Linked DNA regions of Gossypium hirsutum: region 2 is linked to region 1. A link is a contact called in public Hi-C data. All regions are on one chromosome and are shown on one strand. Each heading gives the region's core, a stretch centred on a gene start, on an enhancer-like site or on the middle of the called end of the contact. The rest is flanking DNA. Distances are from core to core; before and after follow the strand shown. Region 1 holds the start of LOC107933680 (elongation factor 1-alpha-like). Region 2 holds the start of LOC107947796 (protein IQ-DOMAIN 1).

Region 1 (3,076 bases), core at 513-3,012:
TCATTTCTTTACGTTAATTGAAAGATGATTTTATAATTACCAAAATAGTATTTCACTAATTTATCATTAAAAACCTGAATTGACCAGGAAATTAGTTGAAAATCGAAGGCTTAGGACCATCATAACATTAAGAAAACAAGGAAATATCAAACTAGCATTCTTTGAAGGAATTCAACTACAATTGACACGGAAAAAGCAAACACACAATCCGTGGGCAGATGCCAGTCTCAACCAAATGAACACATATCAAAATTGGTCTAAAAAACTGTTAAGTACCAGACTACATAGAAAACCAAAATCAAAAGGCTTTGATACTATCAAATGCAATCTCATTTCTTCTTGGCAGCAGATTTGGTGACCTTAGCACCGGTTGGATCCTTCTTCTCAACGCTCTTGATGACACCAACAGCCACAGTCTGACGCATGTCCCTGACAGCAAACCGTCCAAGGGGTGGGTACTCAGAGAAAGTCTCCACAACCATAGGCTTGGTGGGAACCATCTTTATCATCCCTGCATCACCATTCTTCAAGAACTTGGGCTCCTTCTCAAGCTCCTTTCCAGATCGCCTGTCGATCTTGGTCAGCAATTCAGAAAACTTCACAGCAATGTGGGAGGTATGGCAGTCAAGGACTGGGGCATATCCGTTTCCAATCTGCCCAGGGTGGTTCATGATGATGACCTGAGAGGTGAAGCTGGCAGCCTCCTTTGCAGGATCATCCTTAGAGTTTGAAGCAACGAAACCACGCTTGAGATCCTTAACAGCAACGTTCTTGACGTTGAATCCAACATTGTCACCGGGGAGAGCCTCAGAGAGGGCTTCATGGTGCATCTCAACAGACTTAACTTCAGTGGTCAGACCAGAGGGGCCAAAGGTCACAACCATTCCAGGCTTAAGGACACCAGTCTCAACACGACCAACAGGGACAGTTCCAATGCCACCAATCTTGTAGACATCCTGAAGTGGGAGCCGAAGTGGCTTGTCTGAAGGCCTCTTGGGCTCATTGATCTGGTCAAGAGCCTCAAGGAGAGTGGGACCCTTGTACCAGTCAAGGTTGGTAGACCTCTCAATCATGTTATCACCCTCAAATCCAGAGATTGGGACAAATGGGATCTTGTCAGGGTTGTAACCAACTTTCTTAAGATATGAGGAGACTTCCTTCACAATTTCATCATACCTTGCCTTGGAGTATTTTGGAGTTGTTGCATCCATCTGTACAAGATGATAATTGAAATTCAATTATTAATAAAAAGAACATCAATACAATCTAACAATAAACTCCAACACGTTCTAAACCTTACCTTGTTGCAGCAGCAAATCATCTGCTTGACACCAAGGGTAAACGCAAGCAAAGCATGCTCACGTGTCTGACCATCCTTTGAGATACCAGCTTCGAAACCACCAGTGGTCGAGTCGATAATGAGAACAGCACAGTCAGCCTGTGAGGTACCAGTAATCATGTTCTTGATGAAGTCACGGTGTCCAGGGGCATCAATGACAGTGCAGTAGTATTTGGTAGTTTCAAACTTCCAGAGGGCAATATCGATGGTAATACCACGTTCACGTTCGGCCTTAAGCTTGTCAAGCACCCATGCATACTTAAATGACCTTTTGTTCATCTCAGCAGCCTCCTTCTCAAACCTCTCAATCACACGCTTGTCAATACCACCAAGCTTGTAGATCAAATGACCAGTGGTTGTAGACTTCCCAGAGTCGACATGGCCGATGACCACAATGTTGATGTGAACCTTCTCCTTACCCATTACAGAACTCGAGAGAGCTAAAAATCAAGAAGAAACATATTCATAAAATAAGCTCAATACATAATTCCAAGTCAAAATCACACAAGAAGACCAACATCTTGTGAACAATAAACAATGAATCCGAGACCCACTTTTATTGTTTATGAAGAATAGTTCAAGTCAATTTCGAAAAAGAAAATCAAGCCACATTTAAATTCAACAGATCCAACATTGACAAAACGTGGCCGCTGGGATTCGAGCCCAGTTCCTCCATAGATATGGAGTTCATTCCAATGAACTACAGCCACTAGATCTTAACTTATCCTTTCCCATGAAGTTCCCATGAAGCCAGTCAAACATGGCCATCGAAGACAAACGAGCCTAAGAAAATAATCCCCGACAATTTTAAATATTTTCGTTAAAAAATTTCCCTTAGGCAGCATTTGCTTCAATAAACCAGTTATCACAGGAATTATTTGCTCAGAAAAATAAATTTCAGAGTTCAAAACGTACATGCATGAATGAAATCTAAAAACACAACCAAAAAAACAAAGAATCAGATCCGAAACTACACGCAAAAAAATTAATCGTATGAGAACTATTTCAGCAAATCAGATATAATATTTCAGCTACCAACAAATCAGACCACGTTTTTCTTCGAATCAAAGCAATAACATTTGAGAGATAATTATAAGTTGTAAATGGGTTACTACCTGTGAGCTAAAAGGGGAGTCTTTTGAGATTGGCTTGACCAGAAGCAGGATGAGAGAGCGTTGAGTGAGAGCAAGAGAAGGCGAGAGCAACAGGCTGCTTTAACTTAAGTAGCCAGCGACACTCTCAGCTTTGGCTCAACTAGGGTTTCTTTCTCATCCGTCGGATTGCAGTTAATCCAACGGCTCACGACAGACATCTCAGACTAGACGTTAATTTGACGTTCTCTTCATGTTGGAAAACCAATAATACCCCTAACCTTTTGAGAAAAAAACAAGATGGGATCTTTCAACGTGTGTGTTCCTTTATTCCCACGTGTATTGTTTCTTCGTCGGTGTATGCGTCTATCAACGGCTCACTCACACCTTTTTCATTACCGGCAGTTTCTCGAGGAACAAACACTGAACTGAAACAACAGTTAAAACCCAATCCTCCCAAACTACATCCCACCTGAAACTGACCTTATTTTTAGTTTCTCCGATTGACTTGAATTTTCACCATGAGAGCTGATCATCCATTAAAAGCCGTGACTTTAACCCATGTCAGGTATCAAAGACGTGATCAACTCGGCCATTTCTTAGCCTGGGTTTCGTTAGTCCCTGTTTTCATTTCCCTTGGTGGCTT
Region 2 (2,801 bases), core at 152-2,651, 210 kb before region 1:
GAGATGCAACTAATAGATCAACAAAATCTATACAATACACAGTAATTTCTGAGCTTGACTGCAGTGACGGAAGTCACTTAAGAATCCTCTGTATGGTATATATAATAGCTTAATCTACCATCTTAATTTGTTTGTAATACAAAGATAATTTAATTATAAGATATTGTCTGAGAAACTAGAGCGTAGAGGAAAAAATCGAACCCACTTCGCAGCAGTCCACTCACGTATCACATTCAAGCAAGTAAAACATGCTGATATATATATGAAAAAAAGGGGGATTTACTTGCAAGTTCACAATCTCTTTTGCAAGTTTCTGCAAGAGTTGTCTCTGAAGAGCCTGGTTTTCTTCCATCATCCTGGTTCTACGAGCATGAATCTGACACTGCATACGAGAAAGAGTTTGCATGCACCGAAGGGAACCCGATGCTTGCCGTCTGGCCGCAATCCCTTCCATCAGTGATTTCAACCTAGCCAGTCCTCTTAAAGCACGCAATGCCCTTTTTGCCTGAAAATAAAGAAATCATGATCAGCAAATCCTCTACATAAATCTTAGTCATGCTGCAAAATAGATATGTTAGAGACAATGCCTCAAACAGTAGATCATTTAATTTGACCCAGGACTTGGGAACAGATATCATAATGTAACAAATTATATATCATGATATTACTATTTCTTTTCTTCTTCTCTACTAAACTTTTACAAAGAAACAGTATGCTTAACAGCTATAATTTGCAAGCTTTTGATCCAGGAAAGTTTCTTCTAGATTATAAATCATAAGTAAACTTACACGTTCATTTTATTGCATTAAAAAAAAAAGGAAACAGTTTTATGAAGATATTTATAGAATGTTCCCTGCAAGATGCATAAGATTAAACAAAAATAGGCTGAACTAGATTGAAAATCATTTCAGATATGAAATGATTAAGCAAACAACTTCAGGAGGAGAAAGTAAAAAATTGCAGCACATACAAGGTAAGCTCGGAAAGCTGCTTGAATTTTGATTGCCGCCACTTCCTCCTTAGATTTTCCGGCAAACCTAGCATCTGTATTAAGTTGATGTCGAATGGCCTGCAGAGCAACCAGAGCTTGAACCGCAGCAGAATTGGCAACTGCCACAGGGTAAGTCTGCTTGCTTTGCTCAACTTCAGGTTCAATTAATTTCACCTCTTCAGGCTGAGGAAGTGGGGATAACTTGGCTGCATCAGAACCAGTGGGATCCAGATGCACCTTCTTCTCCAAAAAAGTTCTTTTGATTTCTGAGAAACATAGTAATCAAGAATACTAAAAACTGAGCTAACCATGAAACTGCAGATGATTTTTAGCTGAACGAGACTTATCCTAACCTGGTTTTCTTTCCCTTGGACTCTGAGAAGAAGGCTTTCTTTAGAGAGGACAACCATTTCCCTTTCTTTCCCATCTTAGGAGGCAAAATAATGGGGCAACAGTAGATATTAGGAATAAAAATTGAGTTTTTGTTGGTGCAAGAGGCAGCAACAAAAGAGAGAACAAGAGCACAGAACATGAAGCAAGGTGCAAGAAGCATTTTTACTTGCTCACAAATGTGCAGCAAGGGAGCTAAAGGCTGATAGCTCATTCAGCTCATTCATTCAACTAGAAAAAACATACATTTATAGTCAAATACATCACCAAATAGTCAACTAACCCCACTAATCAGCATTGGGACTATTAAAACATTGCTTGTACACATAAACAAGCCACCTAAACTAGTCATTCAACACCTAATGCATCAAGTTGTCATCAACTTGTCCATTTTAAACTAGATTAATTAGAATGAAACTAAAGAGAAACCTTGCTGTTACAGCAAGCATATGTGCTGCAGCATGTCATCAAGCTGCATGCACTTCAACCACAAAATGTAACAGCAGCATGGTTGGCCAATTTCCAATAGTTTTAAACAAAGAAGAACCTCTATGGAAGGAATAAAAGTTTTCTTCAGAAAGAAAAAGGATCCATGATCTATCTATTAGCAGAATCTGAAAGAGTTTTAACTTATCTATCTTCAATTCAACTAATGAGGCAAAACTCCAATATGTCCCAGTGTATTTAACAAATTGAGGAACAGCCCAGATTTGGTGGCACAATTAATGACACCAAGCAACAAAAAATTCAAACAAAAGGAAGTTAAAAATGCATATTTTAAAATCGGGGTCCATGAAGCAAAAAGTACCTGAGAATGCAATGCCCGGATCTCAAAGAACTTGAAGACGTCTCTTTCCCTTCTTTTCAGAAAACAATAAAAAAGATTGAAAGGGTTCACAGCTCTGTTAACTGCTGGCCTAATGCCTATCTTGAGAAAAAATTTTTAGAGATTATGAAGAAGAAACAGCTGTTAACTTCTTCTTTTTTATTTTTTACTTCTTTCTCTGATTGGTTGAAAATAATTCCCAAAATTTGGTAACTATGTATATACATTAACGAAAACACTTAAAAACAATGCAAAGCACTCTCATCTTTTGTCGTTTCCAAATTTTAATGTCACTTCAGTTCAGTAGATCTGCGAAAACTGAAACTTTTTAACTGTAAAATTCCCAACATGTCTGACAGTGAAACTTAGCAAATATATTTTTTATTACTTCCCAAATAAAAAACAAAAGCACCAATTGATTGATTGTTAAATTTTTGTATTTGAAAATAGTAGTTATTTATTGGTAAAATAAGTTTTATAGGCAGATTTTTATTTTTAATTAGGGTTCTAGGTCGGTTTTAAAATTAATTTGGGATATAAAATTGGAAAACTTGTTCAGTTAGATGTATTTTTTAATTAAGAGTTAGATTCCAA

The links. Hi-C and Micro-C count contacts between places; a contact is called where the count stands out from the background.
Region 2: a contact with region 1 is called in a Hi-C map of seedling, with 2.0 times the contacts expected there. The contact joins the promoter of LOC107947796 here to the promoter of LOC107933680 in region 1. A contact is called at or near these places in 7 of 34 Hi-C or Micro-C datasets (callus, leaf and seedling).

The regions. Positions count from the first base shown.
Region 1 is chrA04:68,846,696-68,849,771 of Gossypium_hirsutum_v2.1, reverse strand. It overlaps LOC107933680 (elongation factor 1-alpha-like), which reads right to left and starts at 1,762. Exons shown (of 2, transcript NM_001327370.1): 1 at 1,301-1,762; 2 at 135-1,211. The coding sequence starts at 1,762. The coding sequence ends at 330. It overlaps LOC107948330 (lipid phosphate phosphatase gamma), which reads left to right and starts at 2,952. Exons shown (of 2, transcript XM_041111091.1): 1 at 2,952-3,076. The coding sequence starts at 2,952.
Region 2 is chrA04:69,054,202-69,057,002 of Gossypium_hirsutum_v2.1, reverse strand. LOC107947796 (protein IQ-DOMAIN 1) reads right to left here and starts at 1,401. Exons shown (of 5, transcript XM_016882318.2): 1 at 1,308-1,401; 2 at 971-1,257; 3 at 284-505. The coding sequence starts at 1,401.